2 separate regions of the Mus musculus genome follow, and region 2 is linked to region 1. The links are chromatin contacts, called in public HiChIP or PLAC-seq maps. All regions are on one chromosome and are shown on one strand. The core of a region is the stretch at or near the end of the contact, and the rest is flanking DNA. Distances in the headings are between cores, read along the strand shown.

Region 1 (3,417 bases), core at 378-2,877:
CTCTCTCTCTCTCTCTCTCTGTATGTGTATGTATGTGAGTGTGAGTATGTGTGTGTGTTAGCCACTAAGTACAATTAGTGTTGCTCGTATATCTGTAGGCTCACGATGTCTGATTAAGCATCAACAACCTATCAAGGGGCCAGACCCTCAAAAGGAATGATCCATCCCCCACCCCCACCCCGGCAGCTACCACACTGCAGTAGCTCCTCAGTTAGGGGTAGGGCCTGGCAAACCCTTCCTCATCTATCCAGGAATCTTGACTGATTATTTTAAGCAGTTGCTGTTGAGTTAATGAGCACAACAGCCATGTCAGGTCTACAGGACAGCATTTTGCAGTTCTCCTCCTCTCCAGCTCTTGAATTCTTTCAGTAGAGGCTGGGAGACTCTGAAGATGTAAAATTTAGGGTTGAGCACTTAACCTTTTATTCTCAGCAAGAGACGAAGTGTTGAGAAACAAAAGTGCTAAGAATAATCTGGAAGTAAGTCCTTCTTAGCTCAAAGTAGCGTCAAATCCCCCCAAATGCTGGGCTTGTCCCAGGCACCCCGGTGCCTCATACCCATTAACTCTTAGATACAAGGCATGGCTGTGAATATGATCACTCTTTCCAAGTTCGCATCTCATTTATTGTCTCATCTTACATCATCTCTATGTTGTCAGAACATGAACACCTTTCTGTTTTTCTATCCTTGTGCTCAAATTTGCTTTAGTCTTATGTATGTAATAAAATACATGAAATGTTTGTCACCAGTCCCATTGATAAGATTTTTTAGGCCCTATATTTATGTAAACAAAGTCCATAGATTATTTTTCCATGGTATTAAGATCTGGTATAAAAATCTATGGTTTATAATTTTTTCCTAATATTTACATAGCTGTTTTTTATGCCAGTCTATATTTTTAAGCTTCCTTGTAAATCGTAGGATATTTCCGAGAAAATTGCCTTCTCAACTTTGGATTCTATGGTTCTTCTTGGCTATGTCTCTAACCTGACTGTTGCTGGTCCATTTTACCAGGTGCACTAACTTTTATAAATGTAGATTCAGATGTTTGGCTATCTCTGCTGTTTTCTTCATGGTTTAAATAGAAGCTATGTCCTTGGAGTCTAGTATAGGATTTGTTTTTCTTTATTGCTTATCTTCCATTTCAGCCATTTTCTTTCTGTTTCTTGGGGCACAGTATTTTTCCCTTTTGTAATCTTTTGTTTTCCTGGTTTAATATCCCATAATATTAATCACTTGAGCTTGTCGACTCTCGGGTATTTGGCAGTCTGCTCATCCTGTCCTGATACTTTCGTGTGTTCCTTGTCTCTTTTTTCTGAGTTTAGTCAATTTCTTCTGCGAGTTACTGCTTCCTGTCTATGTTGTTTCTGACGGTTCACATTTGCAAAGGCTTGTTCAGGAATTCGAAATCAGATGGGGGGGGGGTGTTGTGTCTTCCTTTTCTTCTGTTTTGTGATGCTTTCTAGGAAGAAATTTCTATCTGGTGAAGTATTTTGATTCTGGTTTTGTAATTTTATAGTAACTTTTACATGATACATTCAGTTTGCCATAACCCATCTCATTTAGACATTGGTGGCTGGCAAAATTTTTAGTTAAATAGCGCCCTCTTCTGTCAATGTGGCAAAGGCTGGGCTTAATGAGGAGGGGCTGAGGAAAATGAGTAATTTTTCGCTTAGGAATCAACTTTGTACATTTTTATTATATTCAGGACACGAAGCATCTTCTTACTATTTTTTACATACTTTTCATCCTGTAAGTCTGCCTTAATTTAGTTTCTCTTGATGAGAATTCCATTTTTACACATATTGTCAAGTGGACTGACACAAAGACTCTACTGAAGCATGCTTCCCAGTTATGTCTACACTGTGCTATCTGCTCATAGCTTCACTGATGTCTATCGTCAAACCTCTTGATATCATCACATTCCTAGATGTCTCTGAATTCGTTGAGCATTTTTCTTAAGCGACTTGCTTGTATCAGGGCCAGGCATTGCATGTCCCTGGTAAGCACTCTGCGGACTGGGGATCTCCCCAGTCTCCCCTTTAGTGCTTGGAACCCATTCGTATTTTCTTCCCTGTGAACTATATTTTCACAGCTTTTACTCTAATATGGGCTGTATTGAAGTACTTCTTTGAATCTGGAATTAGGGTTTGTTGTGAATTCAGTTCTAGCCTTTGCCTAGGAACACACAAGAAGCAGAACAATTAAATTAGACGGGGCGGACATTTGCTCTGAAGGGAACATTTCACAGGCTGAACTAATCTAAGCAAGTTCATTTACCCCCCTAATTTGAACTGGCTCAAGGCTGAGTCACTGAGCTAGATATTTATATGGTCTTAAGATAAAGTGTCCTGTGAAATCGCAATGTCAGTTTCTGCTGGAGCTGGTATCACAGTGTGCAGCACGATCATCCAGCTCGACAGTCCTGAGTAAAATGGGGGCTGGAGGAAGCTGACTGCAAGAAGAAAGCAGGAAAGACGCTGAGTAAGAAACAGAAATAATTGATGCTCCAATTCCATGAAAGCCGGGAACAAAACACTCATTTTGTTTCAGTGTTACTTGAAATTTGTAATACATGTTTTTGAGATTGTCTACTGTGGCCTTAAAAAAAAATAACCCTTTACTTTAAATTAGCTGATTTGCTTTCTTTTCCATAATTACAATGCCTTTTCTGTGAAAAGCATTAAACTGTGTGGCCCATTACCTCAAAGGGCCAGTGTATAAAAGATCCAAGGGGTTATAGAGCTCAGTTTGTGACATATAGAATATACCTTCTGGTGTAGGCAAGTTTTTATTTTTATTTTTTAAATTATAACTTATCCCTCACCGGCTGAGCTCTCATTGACAAGGTTCCAGATCAAATGAATAGGTCATTTAGTTATCTAAGTTTTCATTTATGATGAAAATTATCTTTCAATGGTTGTAACCATTCAACACTTGCTTGTGGATGAATTAAAACCGTTAAATTGAAAACACATATAACGATATACCCATTTTAGATGGAAGAAATAATTCTTCCAAACCATGTAGAATATATATATATATTAGAATATATATTAGTTCTTTAAAAAGTAGGAGGAGAAGGAGGGAGGGAAAAAGGGGAGGACAATAATGACGGGGAGAGACATGTTTAGCTGGGCTGTGCTATAAATGAAAATCTTGGCCATTTGAGCATACCTAGTCCATGTTATTCCACTCTCTGACATAAACAACCTCGTATGATATGGACATCAGATGAGGTTACTCAGACCACACAAAGAGAGAAGAAACCATTTTTACAAAGTCTAGGTCACTCACAAAATGCCAACCAAAGATCTCTCCTGGCTCCTCTTGCCTGCTTCTCCTTTGAAATGAGTCACCTCACACTTCCTCCCTCTATTTGCTAAAACACAGAACTGTCCCCTCTTTTTGAAAATA
Region 2 (3,417 bases), core at 647-3,146, 290 kb before region 1:
TTACTGAGGATGTGGTCACAGGCAAGTTTTCCAGGCTTCAGAGCGTGGCCCTCACCCGTGTAATGTGGACAACGATAACTGGGATTAGTGGCTTATAAAAAAAACCCCACAAAACCAACCAAACAAAAAACCCAGAAGACATGAAGTTGGGAATGGGCATGTTCAGAGGATATAAGAAGACTGGAGGAAGGTGGGAGGTAGATAGGATAATTTTTCATTGTCTATATGGGTGAAATTCACAAAAATAAAGGGAAAAGGTGAGAAATTGAATGTAAGATGCTATGCTATACAGAGAATGTACAGTTCCCCTCCTGGTAGCACCTGGGAAAATTATGTGTAAGATAAGGTTGTTATTATTATTATTATTGTTGTTGTTATCATTATTATTATGTGCAGCCAGGTTATTAGCACTGATATAGTTCACTCAGCACACTCAAGATTCTTCCTTCCTTATGCTCGTGTGTGTGGTAAGCTCTGTGCTTTATCGCCTGTGTAGATTTCCATGTTTGAATTCCATCCAATGCTTTGATATGTTTTTTTTTTTTCTTTTCACTTTTTGAGACAGGATCTCATGTAACTCAAGCTAGCTTTGAGCTCACTATATAGTGAAAAATGTCTTTGAATTCCCAATGTTCCTGCCTCAAACTCTCATGTGCTGAGATTATAGGTGTTGCCCGCCATACTTGGCTCTATGCTTATTGTGATAACCAGATTCTTTATTCTGTTACAAGGTTATATATTAGTTTGTTTCCCCATTGCTGTGTGTGGTGGTTTGAGAAGAACGGGCCCCATATATATTTGAATGCTTATTGCTTTGAATGGTTGGTTACTGGAGAGTGGTACTATTTGAAAGGATTAGAAGGATTAGGAGCTGTGGCTTTATCAGAGTAGGTGGAACCTCTTTGGAGGAAGTGTGTCACTGGGGGTTCGACTTGAAGTTTCAAAAGCCCATGTCAGGCTTTCTCTCTCTCTCTCTCTCTCTCTCTCTCTCTCTCTCTCTCTCTGTCTGTCTACACATCAGAATGTAGCTCTAAGCTACTGGCTCCAGGGTAATGCATGCTCTCTGCCATGGTAATAACAGACTAAATCTCTGAAACTGTAAGCAAGCCCCCAGTTAAATGCTTTCTTTTTAAAGAGTATCCCTTGCCTGAAATGCTTAGGATCATAAGTATTTGGGGTTTCAGATTTGTTTTCAATTTTGATAAATATTCATACACACATTATTTGGGATGTAGAATCCAAGTCTAACTGCAAAATATACCGATTCCTAGACACCTTAGACATGTGGATTGAAGATATAATTTTGTACACTGTCTTAACTGCCCCTGCCTTTTGACTGCAAGCCACCACAAGATATGAGGAGGTTTCTATTTGTGATGTCATGCCAGCACTTAAAGTTTCGAGGATACTCAATCTGTATTGTTCTTACATTTATTTATTTATTTATTTATTTATTTATTTATTTATTTATTTATTTAAATTGCTGTGATGGGAAGACACCAACCTTGACCTCTTCTCCTCCAAACAGCCAAAAACCCTTTCCAGTGTATGTCTTTGTCAGCAATGCTCATCAGCAATAAGTTCTGTGTATGGGACCTCCTTAGGAACAAAAAAAAATTCAGCTTCACAAATGGAGATGGTGTCAGGGTAGTAAAAGAGTTCAAAACAGGGGTTCTGAAAAACCACTTGGGGTCACTGGTAAATGCAAATTGAGAACAAATGTTACATTGGAGAGGCCCCTGGGGCTCGAGGCCTGGCTCAGAAAAGGTTTTGCCAAGTGTCTGCCTGGCCTCCACCAATTGGTTTGTACTGGGTCACCTACATGTGCAGTGGCTTTCACTCAAGGGCATTTTAATGGAGCTGCCTAGCACTCTGCCCTAGGAGTGGTTCCAAGACCAGAGTGCTGGTATTTGGTTTTAGAATGCGCTGTATGGTGGCCAAGCTGAGATTAGTTGCATCCCTTGACTCCTGGGCCAGTGACTTTCTTTTTCCACTACATCAGTCTGATCCTCTTAACAACAATGTGCCCAATAAGGAGGCAAACTTATGACCCAAAGATTAAGTGTATCAGGCCCTCTGTGTGAGCCTGGCAGGCTGAAGTATTTCCTTTTTTCCTCTGTACTCACCAGGCCAAAGTACACACTTTTATTTTTTTAACATATCAGTTTCCCTTTACTCTCTCACATACTTGATAAAATGTGCAAAGATTCACTGTCCTTTTCAGCTGCAGTCACCATTTGCCCACATGTAAGCCATCATTTTCTTGATCATCAGATACTGTTTATTGAGTTCTCTAGGGAGCATAACTGTGAACCTGATCCTGGAAAATGTGTGCTCCCAGATGGCATCCTGATCCTCTAAAATCTCATGAGCAAGAGGAAAATACCCACAACCTTGGGCTCTGAGGTCCCAAAAGAGTTGTGTTTCCATGTCAGTTCACAGAAAATGTCGTGTACCTTTAGCACCATAATGTGTGGATGGTACTTGTCTCCCGCAGAATGGTAGAGAAGAGGGCCCTTTCACAGGCTGTCAGGTTTCCATAGAAGCTTTAAGGGGATGAAGGTTTCTTGCCTCACTGTGTGTTAACCGTGCAAGTGCACGGCATTCATATTTGGAGACAGGAGTCAGTGTTTCACCTATGTGATCCACATAGAAAAGAGATGAGAACCACTGGGCTAGATCATGGCTGCAGCTGGACAGTATACCATTCAATTATTGTCCCAAGCCATGCTTATTTTCATGCATAAGAACAATATTTGTACATGATTACACTGAAAAAAATAATTACCCCAGAAGAAAAATGAAGAAAAAGCTAAAGTACTATCTAGTCTTATATTAGAGAACCCATTAGTTTTACTTCTGAGATGAGATAGACACTCACTGACCTGCTCACTTCTCACACATTCATTCATTCTGCACTAGTGAGTCAGCTGACTTTCCAAGACCTGCTGTTCTCACGACTATTTCTTAGGACTGGGTGAGCCAAAGTTGAAGACACTTTTTTTGGCTCTGGCAGCATCCCTGGGTTCTCCTTCCTGTAAATCCCACTCCTGGCTTCGATCCATTCTTCCTATTGTATTTGGCACTTTGAGACCTATTCACCAGCTGGAACTTTAACAGTTGGTTTTCCCCTTGGGTGAACTTCACCTTCTTTTCCTGATGTTTAAATAAAAAATCATAGATTTCCAGATTGAAAGGGCATGATACAATGAATGAAAAAAAGTAACACATTCAATTAAGCAGTACATTTACAGTACCATAAGGATTACAGATGGACATAAATTGCTCCCTGTCTCCTCCCTTCTGTGCTTATGACTACACAGAGTTGATTATTGTTAATGTTTTTCCTGATATTGTCTATATGCTTTTCAAATTGATTATTTATGTTGTTATCCTTGATAGTAAAATTTTGATACT

What was found. HiChIP or PLAC-seq counts read pairs in DNA pulled down with a chosen protein or histone mark.
Region 2: a contact with region 1 is called in an H3K27ac HiChIP or PLAC-seq map of heart atrium, with 12 times the contacts expected there. The contact joins two enhancer-like sites. A contact is called at or near these places in 1 of 15 datasets of contacts at CTCF or cohesin (the NIH/3T3 cell line), 1 of 484 Hi-C or Micro-C datasets (bone marrow-derived macrophages) and 2 of 115 datasets of contacts at active chromatin or transcription factors (embryonic stem cells and heart atrium).

Annotation. Positions count from the first base shown.
Region 1 is chr15:11,588,916-11,592,332 of GRCm38.p6, reverse strand. No RefSeq gene overlaps it. Among named protein-coding and RNA genes, the nearest start is that of Gm41271, 110 kb to the left of the region's middle. Within about 2 kb of position 1,627, at least 10 of the 459 cell types and tissues checked have an H3K27ac peak or open chromatin away from gene starts, as enhancers often do. A contact at or near this core is called in heart atrium, where this site is marked.
Region 2 is chr15:11,877,095-11,880,511 of GRCm38.p6, reverse strand. The region is part of intron 3 of Npr3 (natriuretic peptide receptor 3); the gene reads left to right. Among named protein-coding and RNA genes, the nearest start is that of Npr3, 27 kb to the left of the region's middle. Within about 2 kb of position 1,896, at least 9 of the 459 cell types and tissues checked have an H3K27ac peak or open chromatin away from gene starts, as enhancers often do. A contact at or near this core is called in heart atrium, where this site is marked.